Regions from separate parts of the Mus musculus genome. Here region 1 is linked to region 2. The links are chromatin contacts, called in public promoter capture Hi-C maps. All regions are on one chromosome and are shown on one strand. Each heading gives the region's core, a stretch centred on a gene start, on an enhancer-like site or on the middle of the called end of the contact. The rest is flanking DNA. Distances are from core to core; before and after follow the strand shown. Region 1 holds the start of Tmod3 (tropomodulin 3). Region 2 holds the start of Myo5a (myosin VA).

What was found. Promoter capture Hi-C pulls out the DNA fragments that hold promoters and counts their contacts.
Region 1: a promoter capture Hi-C map of erythroid cells shows a contact between it and region 2, with 14 times the contacts expected there. The contact joins the promoter of Tmod3 here to the promoter of Myo5a in region 2. A contact is called at or near these places in 6 of 39 promoter capture datasets (the 3T3-L1 cell line, the C10 cell line, embryonic stem cells and 3 more), 1 of 115 datasets of contacts at active chromatin or transcription factors (bone marrow-derived macrophages) and 2 of 9 other capture datasets (adipose tissue and embryonic stem cells).

Annotation. Positions count from the first base shown.
Region 1 is chr9:75,558,291-75,561,176 of GRCm38.p6, forward strand. Tmod3 (tropomodulin 3) reads right to left here and starts at 1,367. Exons shown (of 10, transcript NM_016963.2): 1 at 1,210-1,367.
Region 2 is chr9:75,069,587-75,072,461 of GRCm38.p6, forward strand. Myo5a (myosin VA) reads left to right here and starts at 1,620. Exons shown (of 41, transcript NM_010864.2): 1 at 1,620-2,073. The coding sequence starts at 2,047.

The sequences.
Region 1 (2,886 bases), core at 117-2,616, 490 kb after region 2:
GACCAGGACTAGGAAGAGAACTAATAAAAAGGAGTCTGAGCAAAGCTATTCTTCTAAAATAATGACAGGTCAATTGATTAATCAATTTAATATGCAAAAAAAAAAACCTATTCCGAAGTTTTTCAGAAAAAGAAACATGAACTGCACTAAATGTCAGAAACCAAAGAAGACTGCTCATAGCCAGCAAATCTCCACAGGCTCATTTCCTGTTTAAGTATGACCTCCTGGGATAAGTTTTACTGCAGTGTTCATTACCAAAGAGATGACTGTGGTTTTTGGGTTTTTTTTTTTTTTTTTTTTTTTTTTTAAAGAGAAGCAGAGGTCAAGTTGGGAATGTGATTCTTAGAAGACAAGAAAGAGGGGGGTGGGTTGGATGGGAGAGTAGAAAGGGAACGTGGGTGGGGTGTGTGTGTGGTAGGATTCGAAAGGGGAAAGGGGATTCTTAAACAGAGAAGAGAGAGGGAAAGAGTCGAGAAAGAAAAGGAAAGTAAAAATTGGGGCTGTTTCCCATTTCTGTTTGTAATCAGAATGCAGACTTGCGGAGGAAACGCATCAACTTCTGTAAGCGAAGATACAACGACCCAGTCACGTCCTCAAAACAAACCCGCATCAGCTTCACAGCTGGCCCCAGCTGTGCTGCACAGGAGCCAGAAACTTATTCTAAGGCAGGGCAGAGCAGATAAGCAAAATGGCCAATGCAAGACACCAGATTTCAATCACAAAAAGGGTGTGTCCCAAGTTTTGTGGGTTTCCTCTCATCCAACAACAGCCAGGCAGCGAGATGAAGGCTGGGGTAGAGGGGCGGCAAGGCAAGGCGCTTCTCAGACAGCTTCCCAGCTACGCCGGTTCCGGAGCACCGGCCGGTCCCAAACCCAGACAGCCAAACCCCAAACCCTACGTAGACAGTCCCGAACTCCAGGAGACCGGTCTCAAATACTAGTGGCGGCCCCGAATCCCAGGCGGCCGGTTCCGAACCCCTGCTGGCCGGCCACAAGTGACTCAACCCCAGCCCAGAGCCTGCGCGCCTGGCCGCGGGCGACACCCAGCACAGCTCGCCGTCCCAGAACGGCCCGGCACCCTCTGCTCTCTAGCGAGGCCCGCGGGCAAGGCGCAGGAAGCACAGCCGCTCCCTTCTTAGTCGCCCAGGCCGGAGCGACCCGCTGCCGCGCCCGCCGACGGACTTCCTGGAAAGCACTGGGCTGAACTCACCTGTCTGGCCGCCGACCCACTGCACAGTCCGCAAGGTTTGAATCGCTCTTCCCGGCGCCCACACTCCGCGGTGCCTCAAGTTCAGGGAGTTGCCGAATCCTCCCGCCAGCTGCCCCTAAACCCGACCGCGCTGTCTGTATTGCTGGTTCCCCTTCACTGTCCCCTCCCACGCGCGTGCGTACTCGTGGGGCAGACTGCATGCTGGGAGTTGTAGTTCAAGGGAGAAGGGTGCGGCTCCATACATACGGACCTGGTCCTTTACAATGGGAAGGGTGTTGTTATAAGAGGGTACAGACACTAGGCTGAGAAAAATGCTTTCTGCTCCTGTATATGTACCTGCCCGTGACCCTCTGGAAGGTAGAAAGCCTATCTATAGGCTTTTTTTTTTTTTTTTTTTTTTTTTTTGGGTAATACATTTCCTTCTTGCATGGTGGGCCTTTTGTAAACAAATAATACAGAGTAAGGCTTTTCTTAATCCCTTGGTTACTAATGGGAGAGCGTGATAATGGGAAAGCCTTTCAAACTTGTCATGGAAGACAGATAAAAGCTAAGGAACTGGGATCGTAGCACAGTTGGTAGGGTGCTTACACAAGCATACACAAAGCCCTAGATTTAATTCCAAATAATGTATAAATTGGATGTGGTGTTACATGCCTGTAATCTCAGATCCCAGCAATTGAAGCAGAGGGAGGGGTACCAGAAGTTTATCAGTCAGTTACATACAGAGTTCAAGGCCAGTCTGGGCTACATGAGGTTTTTTTGGTTTGGGTTTTGTTTTGTTTTGTTTTGTTTTGTTTTGTCTTTTTAAAGCAATTTATGGCAGAAAAGGTCATAAATCGCACCAAGGTGTGGTGCCTCTAACTAAACAAAGGAGTAAAGGTGAGAAGCAGAGATATATTTCATTAATGCACACACCTAGGAAAGGATCAGATAAAGAAGTCAATAAGCCCATATGAGCTTTAGATTTAAGCAGAGCAACTGGGGCAGGAAGCATTCTTGTATGTATAATTGAGCAATCCTGGTCACAATGTGTCCTGGCTGGTCATTCTTTAAGACTGGTTCTGCAAGTTGTTCCCAAGAGTCCCTTTTGCCTGAGGGGGCAATGTCATTCTCAGAGGATAAGTGCTCATGTTCCAAGATGCATCCTCCCCACCATGGATGGGATGGGTAACTGACCATTTTCATGGAATCCAAAGTGACCACAGGTGCCTTTGAGGAGTAATTGTAAAAGCTGACTCTAAGATGTCTCTCATACTTTAGTTTTATGCCTTTATCCTGAAGGACCATGAGAGAAGTCCTTGAATGGTAAATATGTCCACATGCAGAGGTACCTAGGCAACCCAAAACAGGAAGGCAGACACAAAATGAAAGCATAGATGTTAGGGGTTACTCTGTTTTTAGTTATCTTATGGGTCCAAGCAAGGCAGTGGTTTTTAACAGATGCTGTTTCTAATCACCTGGTAGACAGCATGTGCCCATTTTCCTGCTCCATCCCATCTTCCCGTTCCAACTTTGTGTTCTACAACAGGCAGTGCGATTAGGCTAATGTGAGAGAGAGTAAACTGGAGAAGCAACTAGTCAAAGGAGGGAAAGGAGGGGATGGAGTTAGGTGAAGATGACCTTGGAGGACCGTTTAATGATGTTCTGCATAATGGGCATGATTGGCACGGGCATCAG
Region 2 (2,875 bases), core at 370-2,869:
CAGAAACCCATTTCCCAAGTGTATGTGGTGGCATGCATCTGCAATTTCAGCACTCCTGGGACTCAAGGGAGAGAGGTAAAATTGTTCTAGGTCAGCTACATAAAGAGACTTTACCACCACCACCACCAAAAGAAAAAAAACCCTTTCTCCTACCCCTCATCTTCTCTTTCTCTTACATCAGGGTGGTTGAAAGTATGTCTTTGAAAATTTTGAAAGAATGATTCCAATTTTATTTTTGTTCATGTAAATAAAAGTCACTTTTATAAGAACTCTCAGAGTTTTGAGTGTTTTGGTTCTTCCTACCCCCCCCCCCTCCGACTCACCAACCCATCATACTCAGTATTCCTCAACTGTCCTGACCGGTAGCTAATATCTAGAGGGTAAGGAAACAGGCACCTTCTACAGGCATGAAGGAAGTGTAAGAGACAGGAGCTCAACTCATTGCTTTGGATGCTCTGCTGGCTCAAAGTACATTTTGTCTCCTTTCACAGGCAGACAAAGAAAGGATGGAATCCAGAAACATCAAAGTGGTGAACAGTCTTCCTTCAAATACCCACCTCATGTTCAGACATAACTAGGGAGTCAGGCTTGTGCTTTGACTGCCATTGTACTGGTCTCAGAACCATGTCTCTAAAATTTCACCATTCACAAGGCAGAGGCAGGAGGATGGCGAGTTTGAAGAAAACCCGGGCTGCTTAGTGAGACCTGTCTCAAAACCCAACAAGCCAAACAATAAAACTGGATTCCCATGATAGGCACTGGCCACAACTTAAGGTTTAAAGAAGGAAGATGGACACATTTTAAAAGGCTAAAAATTTTAAAGAGTATTCCAAGTGAGCACGAAAGTGTGGCTGGAGAGAACATGTTGGGATGAAAAAGACCACATTCCTGTGTCCGTGTAAGGGCACGGAATAGACTGCGTCAAGACTGCAAACACTTGAGTTTCTCTCAGTAGGTTGCCGTTTTCAGGTGACTCCAGGATCAGCATCAGGTAGTGCTGTCACGATCAGCAGAACAAAGGTCTCATTCTGAATGGTGGCGAACCTATGTAAACGCCCAAGTCTAAGATGGGCCATTTCCCAGTGCCATCTTGTTTTCAGGTTCATTGGAGTTTCTGTGTGTTAGAGGCCACCCTATGTCCTTGCATCACCAAGGGTGCAAACCCAAATGCAGAGTGACCTTGAGCATCCTTCAAATTCCGGGTGGTGCAGCTTCCCGCCCTGCCGTGAGCAAGTCTCTTCTGGAGTTGCAGGTTCTCAGAAAGGCCTTTCCCGAACCCTCCCCTACCTCAAGTCCTCTCCCTACAAACAGCAGGGCCAGGAGGAGCAGCCTTGAGGCTGCCGGGTCTACGCGGGCACTCTAACCGTCGCTACCTCGAGCGGGACGCGCTCCCTCACTGCCCCACCTTCGCGCACACTGTGGGGGGCCACTCCGCCAAAGCAGGTTTGGGATGCCAGCCGCATGGGCCGAGGATGCTCGGTGCCCGCCGCCGATGGGAGGCAGCGTGAGCCCGAAAGAGCCGGGAGGGATCGCGGTGGCAGCGCTCGAGCGCAGCCTCCTCCCGCTCCCACAATGCACAGGGCGGCGGCGGCGGCGGCGGCGGCATCGCGCGCCGCGGAGGAGACAGAGGAGGCTACAGAGACCAGGCCTCTAAGGAGGCGAAGCGGCTGAGGAAACTGAGGGAGCGAGGGGGCGCTGAGGACGCGAGGCGACTGAAGAGACCGCAAGGGCTGTGTGTGTGGACCAGGCGGCTTGGGGAGACTGAGGCGGCGACGGCCGCGGAGGCTGGTACCCGAGTCCCCCGAGCACGCGCCTCGGGCTCACGCGGCCGCCGAGCCCTGGAGGTGATGACTGTCAGGCTCCCGCCCGCCGCTAGCGCCTGACGCGCCCCGCCCCGGCCCGCCCGGGCCCGCCCGCCAGCTTGGCCCGCCCTGCCCGGCCCGGCCCTTCCCCTGCTCCCCGCCCGCCACCGTTTCACCCGCGCGGGCGGCCGCCACGCGAGCTGCGGCCTCCGCCTAGGCGGGGGGCGTCGGCGCTGGGCCCGCCATGGCCGCGTCCGAGCTCTACACCAAGGTAACGCGCGCCGCAGAGCCTTGTCCTGGGGAGGGGTCGCGCGGCCGGGACCGTGGCTGTAGGACCGGCAGGTTCCACCGGACTGCACCCCACTGCCCGGCTGTACCTCCTTGCCCGGCTGTACCTCCCTGCTCTGCCTCCCGAGCCCATTTCGGATGGGATGCTCTTGGGCAGATGCTCGGGCCGCTCTCCCGGGACTCGTGCTTAAAATAACGTCCTGTGCCGGTATGCGCCAGGCAGCAGCCTCTCGGGGAGATTATTTCGGATTCTGCAGTTATGGCCAGTCCGCTTTCACCTTTAGCTGCCGGGTTCTTGCCATTTGCCCTGGGGTGCGGAGCCTGTGGGAAGATGCAGCCCGGAGATGGCGAGCTTATTCTTAGGCTTCTTGGTGCCTGGGAGTTTGCAACCTGCGCGTTATCCCCGAGAGCCTCGTTAGCTCTGTGTCCTCACCCTCCTTTCCGGCGAGCCTTTCCCTTTTGGTCTTCATTTAGGGGAAGTGGCAGCCTTTTCAATCTTAAACCGACGCCCATATTCTCAGGGTCTGGTAATCTCTGAATGGCGTATTTTGGAGAGACTGTTTAGAAAATCTGTGTTGGGCAGTGTGTGGTGTATGCATTCATGGTATCTTATGTTACGGTTTCAATGGATGTTTTGCCAGCTAATGATTATTAAAATTACCTCTAATTCCACTCAACAGAATTGCCTTAACTTTTCAAGTTCATGTTTTTACATTTTTACCAGAATCTCTTTCTTCCCGTCTCTCTCTGTCTCTGCCTTTGTCTCCCTCTCAGGCACGGAGATT